2 separate regions of the Gossypium hirsutum genome follow, and region 2 is linked to region 1. A link is a contact called in public Hi-C data. All regions are on one chromosome and are shown on one strand. Each heading gives the region's core, a stretch centred on a gene start, on an enhancer-like site or on the middle of the called end of the contact. The rest is flanking DNA. Distances are from core to core; before and after follow the strand shown.

Evidence for each region. A called contact is a pair of places that touch in the nucleus more often than the background predicts.
Region 2: a Hi-C map of leaf shows a contact between it and region 1, with 3 times the contacts expected there. The contact joins the promoter of LOC107951914 here to the enhancer-like site in region 1. A contact is called at or near these places in 17 of 34 Hi-C or Micro-C datasets (anther, callus, fibers and 4 more).

The regions. Positions count from the first base shown.
Region 1 is chrA02:84,127,804-84,130,913 of Gossypium_hirsutum_v2.1, reverse strand. No RefSeq gene overlaps it. Among protein-coding and RNA genes, the nearest start is that of LOC107951916, 38 kb to the right of the region's middle. Within about 2 kb of position 1,468, at least 8 of the 9 cell types and tissues checked have an H3K27ac peak or open chromatin away from gene starts, as enhancers often do. A contact at or near this core is called in fibers and leaf, where this site is marked.
Region 2 is chrA02:84,184,152-84,187,261 of Gossypium_hirsutum_v2.1, reverse strand. LOC107951914 reads left to right here and starts at 1,699. Exons shown (of 1, transcript XM_016887097.2): 1 at 1,699-2,716. The coding sequence starts at 1,789. The coding sequence ends at 2,409.

The DNA.
Region 1 (3,110 bases), core at 219-2,718:
GGAAGAGTGTCTGGTTTGCAAAAGGATTGTTACGAAATGGGCTGAGTTGGAGAGTTGGACGAGCAACTGGAATCTCAGTGTGGAATGATCAGTGGATACCAGGAATTGATACGGTTGTTAAGAGTCACGAAAACAATAATGAAGTCCAATTAGTTTCAGATTTAATTGATGCATCAAATAATATGTGGAAGTCTGAACTAGTGCTAAGTACCTTCCCAGCAGACACTGCCCAAAAGATTTTGCAAATCCTTCTAGCGGAACTCCAAGGAGTTGATTTTCGGTCAGAAGTGCCTACAAACTATTACAAAGCACTAGCTCGAATCCTAACAACTTATTATTACATACCGATTTAAAAAATTTCTACAAAAAGCTCTGGAATTTACAGTTACCCTCAAAGATTACTATTACAGTTTGAAGAGCATCATGGAACTATATGCCTACTCTAGTTAATTTGCGATCTAAACGAGTAGTCGACACTGCTGTTTGTTCTCGATGTAGATCTGGGGAAGAAGATTTATCACATGTCTTTCGGTACTGTCATGTAGTAATAGAAGTTTGGAAAATGTTAGATCTTCCTTGGGTTAATAACTTTTTGGTTCAGAGGTTCTGGGGCTGGCTTACTTGGATGTTCCAAAAGAGAACTCTCAAAAGGTCGATTGCTTTGCTGTGGCATATGGGTCCTGTGGAGGTCAAGAAATAAGCTCATGCATGAAAGAAAAGTTGAGTAAGGAAGAGAGATAGCATCAAAAGTTCAAAGGTATTTGGCTGAGATTGATGGTCTGGCAGAAAAAAGGAGTACCTTGTGTACGACTACGAGGGCCATTCAGAGAGATACGAGTTCTGGGATGACGATTCACTTTGATGCTACTTTTAACCGAAGGGATTTCAAATCGATGGCAGGCCTGGTGGTTCAGGATCAGATGGGAGTAATTCTTGTTACGAAGACGGTCTTAAATTCAAATGTTTCAACTTCTTTTACAGCAGAAGCTTATGCAGGTCTTCATGCGATTAATCTTAGACTTTCCCTGGGTATACACTCAATTACGGTAAAGGGGGATTCACGAACCGTCATAAAGAAATGTCAAACATCGATGCAAGATAAGTTAGTTATAGGAGAAATCATCAGTGATATTCAAAAAAAGTCGGAGTTTTTTCAAGAAATCATGTTCCAATTTATTAATAGAACCGAGAACATCTCGGCTCACAAAATTGCAGAAGAAGCACTAAGAAGGGAGAAGAAACACACCTGGAAGGAGAGGCACTACACCGCCTTTATGTGCGTTCCGATGGAAGATGGAGTAGGCTCCCAGATTGAGAATGACTTTCTGAAAGAAATTGAAAAGCTATCAAATGCAACAATAGGTTTTTTGGAAATGAAAGGACGATTTGTAAATGGTGTCCAGCTACAATCTGATTCGACTAGTAATTATTACCCTAGGTTTTCTATTTTCGTAGCTTTAAGTATTCTGCTTTCCACTAGTTTTTCTCTTTCTTTTATTTTTATTTAATGGACCGGTTGGGGGTATACCCAGTAGGCCCACGTTTTAGCATCCAACTTCTGTTATTGTTTAATTTAAATTAATGGCTAGTCGATTTTTATTCAAAAAAAATATATGTTTTTTAAGTAGTAAAAAATTAAATAAACTATTTAATTTTTAAATCATTATTAGAAAAACTTTATTGAGCTATTTAAGATTTAACCATATTTTTAAAATTTTATTTTTAACACTATTTTAATTTATTAAATCATTGTTCTTAAATTAAAATGTTTTAATTAATCAATTCTGTTTAAAAAAATAAAATATATTAGTTATTTATTTGAAATTTGTTTAAAGATATTTTAAATCATTTTTAATAGTATTTAATTATACTGTTAATTTTTTTCTGACCGTTTTAATTTTTAAAACTGCTTTTTAATTTTTACTTTTATTTTATTTTTTTGAAGTGTAGAGGCCCAATTTAGCCTGGGGCCCATAACCCAGAAACCTAAAATCAAGAAAATCAAAATAATAACAGTCCATTGTTTTTTTTTACAAGACCCATTAACAGCCCAAAATACAAAAAGAAACCCTAAGCCCATGGCCCAAAACATAAACAAATTTTCGGATGGAAAACCCTAGCCCCTAGCCTTTGCACCGCGAAGCTCCTCAATTGGTGTCAGCACCTTCTCCGCTGCAACACTACCACAGACCTGCAAACAAGCCGACAAAGAACAAAAATGGAGTAGAGAGACACGCAAGACAAAGCAGAAATAGTAAAAAGTAAATAGTAACAAAGAACTTTTGTTATCGACTATAAAGCCAACAAAAAACGATTGTAATCAAGGGGAGACTCTTAAATAAAAAAAATCAGAAACTAATATCTCAAAGGTGCCTCTTTTATTTTATTTTTCTTCATTTTTGTTTGAAATAAAGCATAAATAATAATAAAATCTTACCGTGGTTCGCTCTCTGTCGCGGTTGTGAATCTCCGGTGACCCAAACGTCACAAAACCCACTCGGGTTCCGATGAGGGACGAGGAAGCGACGAAGATGGGAGTTTTCTCTGCTTGCGATTCAACCACTATTTCATTTTTTGTATTGTGTTTTCTGCCTTAAAAATATGTAGTTTAAATATACTTTTAAAAAAAAAGAAGAGGAAGAGAGAAAGCTTACCCGAACATGGCTTTGAAACAAGGTTGAAAGACCCATTTTTAGCCGTTGTTGACCACCGAGTGTGGTGTGTCTTGGTATTGCGGTAGAGGGAAAAATCAATCGGCGCAAGGGGATTAGAAGGAAGCCCTAGCAGATTAGATTTTGTCAGATTTGGTGCAAATGGTTTTAGCAAACAAAATTTATTGGTATTTTTAGATATAATGAAATGTCACCATTTGGATAAAGGGGTAAGGGTCTGCGCATTCATTCCTAGAATGGTTTATTTGCGTGGCCGGTCCTCCCCTTTTGCACCGCTGTTGGATTAGGCCACTGCTTTTTTTTTTTTAAATTGGGCCCAGGAATTTTATGTCAATTTCATTTTAGTCTGCATTTAAACGCTTCATTTCGAGATTTGGTTTATTTGCATTTTTCATCCTCTTTGATTTACGCACATAGTGCTTTGGTCCCTAATTATGT
Region 2 (3,110 bases), core at 450-2,949, 56 kb before region 1:
TGGGTCCATTCAAATCCCCTATTTCATTGAGATTGGCACGACTGACATAAGAAAAATCTTGAAGATTTTTGAAGGAATAAATCCTAAAATTATATATGAATTATTGTTTAATGTGCAATTGTATACATAAAAGTTGATTTTATGCAATTTTATAAATGAAATTTTGATTTGATGAAATTCTTGTGAATCATTAACACAATTATTGATATAATATCATTTTATGTTTATATATTGCATACATAAATAATTTTATTTATTCAAAATAAAAATAATTTGTTTTTTTTATTTAAATGTGTATGATTAAATCACAATTAAAGTTTCAAGTATACATTTCAATTACAATTAGAGTTTTATGTGTACGATTGCACATTATACCAAAGTTCATGTATAATTTTGAGATTTATCTCATTTCTGAATTATCCTAGAATTTATTAGGATATCAATACCTTGGTGGTAGATTAATATTGTAATTGATATGTATTTTAACAAGTCCAAAAATGCTTATATATTTGAGACTTGTATAGGTTAAAAGTACCAAGAGTTTTAGCACTTATTCTTTATTGGAACCTATTTTAGTAAATGTGTTTGTAAGTAAAACAAGTACAAATAAAGTTTTTCATAGAGAAATTTAACGGAAAATAATTTAAATGTATAATGTAAGTATGAAATTGCTACACTGATAAGTGTTAAAATTTAAATCATAGTTGGAAGATAAGTAAATTTACTCTTTAAATAACATCTAATCAACGTAAGTGAACCAAATATTACTGTAATTCATATGTTATATGCTCAGTTAAGACAAATCAATTTTTTCTACACAAACATATAAATTTCGCTATTTAGCCTCCAAAACAGTGGTCTAAAGTTAGCTGTCACTTTCTTCATCCAAAGCTCTCATGGGCTTTAGCCAACCTAATCACCACCTACCAAAAATGATTGGAGCAAGCAACCGGTAGAGAAGAGGGATAATGGTTGGATTTTTCTTAATGTTTTTTAAATATATATTACTAATATTATATAGTGTTTTAAATAAATCTGAATAAATATTTTTAATTATTATTTAAATTAAAATCAAATTAAATTAATTTTAAAACGAATTAAATTTAATTAAATGTTGGAAGGGATAATTACGAATCTCGAATATGAACTATGAAATGAAAATGAAGAATAAAAATTAAAAAATATAAGTTTAATTATTAATTTCTTTTCTTTACTTATAAATAATAGCAAGTTAAATTTTTTATTTTAAACTTTTTTAGGGGCCGAAATTAAATTGTAATTTTTATTATAGCAAAAATATAATTTCACCAATTTAATAGTCTACCTCTTTATAATTTTTAAATAATTAAATCAAATTATTATATTTTAGGAGAGCCTTTCTAATTTAAAATTTTAAAAATTTTAAAAAACTTAAATAAAAAAATTTCATTTAAGGGGCATGCTGAGTTTTGTTATTTGTTACATACAAATTGTTGAGCTATTAATTATATAGATGAACGATTTAACTGCAAAGTTTAATAATTTTATTGAAATGGACTAAGTTGAAAAGTTTGATAGATTAAAGTAGAAGAAAAAAGATTTCAAAATTGATAAAGAAATAAAGAAATTCTAATATATAATTAATTTACTTGTTAAATTAAAAAACATTTGTGTTCTCCCCTTGCTATTCTTTCCCTTTATATAGAGCCCTCCCCTCCCCTCCCCTCCCCTCCTCTCCCTCAAACTCGAACAAATAATTGCTTCTCTCTCCCTCAAAAGTCAGCAATAAATCAAATATAGTCAAAAGCAATGGAACAAAATCCACCAGTGATAGCCAAAAGAGTATGGAGCATAGTAAGAGCTGTTCTCTTCATGATGAAAAAGGGCATATTATCCAAAAGAAAGCTCATGGTTGATCTCAACATGTTGCTCAAACGCGGCAAAATAGCCAGCACCAAAGCCATTGCCAACCTCCCCATGTTCCACCGCCACCAGGTCTCTTCATCGGCGGCGGCGCCGGCCCAGGAGTACGAGTTCAGCTGCAGCAACACCCCTAACTACATCTTCCCTTTCAACATCCCCACCAAGAAGAAGAACAGCATTAACAACTACTACCACCACTTGTTCGCTTGTACCCACGCGCCTCCTACTCACGACGACGACACCGCCGCCATGAACGCCTTCAAGGTTGTCTTGGAGATGCTCAACAACAACATGGGAGTGGAAAGCGATGCTGCTGTTATTGCGGCTTCCCCTATGTTACCAGGGTTCGGACAAACTCCAGTGGTGAGACAACTTAGAATAACCGACTCTCCTTTCCCTTTAAGAGATGTTGATGAAGGTAATGGCAACGTAGATAAGGCTGCTGAGGACTTCATTAACAGGTTTTACAAGGATTTGAAGCTCCAAAATAACAACACTACTGCCTGAGTTATGACAGAACCATATCTTTGCCTCTGTTAATAATTTCCATGTTTGGAGGGAGTTGTTCATGCTTAATTTCTTTTTGGGGGGTTCTAATTTTGTTGTTGATAAAACAAATAAGAAAAGCCCTGGATTTTTCACTTATTCTTTCGTTATAAACTTCTCTATGTTAATCATGCGATCAAATATGGTTTTGGAGTTGAAAGCATTTAAGCAGCTCCTAATATCTTTAGTGGATTATTTTGGAGTATTGGAAATAATTCATGTATATTTGGTTTGTCGGTGGCAAATAAAAAGTTTTCCTTTTGCAATATATGAATATCAATATCAATCCTTAGGGTTTGAGGCAGATCTAAATTACAATGGCCGAATGGAAACCTTGATTCATCAATATGAAAAATAGCATAGCTTTTAAACCCTGAATCCCTCACTTCCAATGGAACTTCATTTTTATGTCTTTACAAATTGATACCATTCCACTAACTTAAAAGTGCACTTATATGGACCCTCTCCCTAAAAGACAAACAAAATAAAAACCCCTATTCCTATTCCTATCCCTCTCCCTCTCACTTTTGCTTTTTCTTTTTCTTTTTTCTTTTTGTTCCAAAGTTTAGCCAGAAAAAAACAAACTATAATTGAGTTCTGCTCTTGTTTATTTTGAAATTTGGATTTACAGTAATATAGAAAAGTTAGAACAATAAATATGA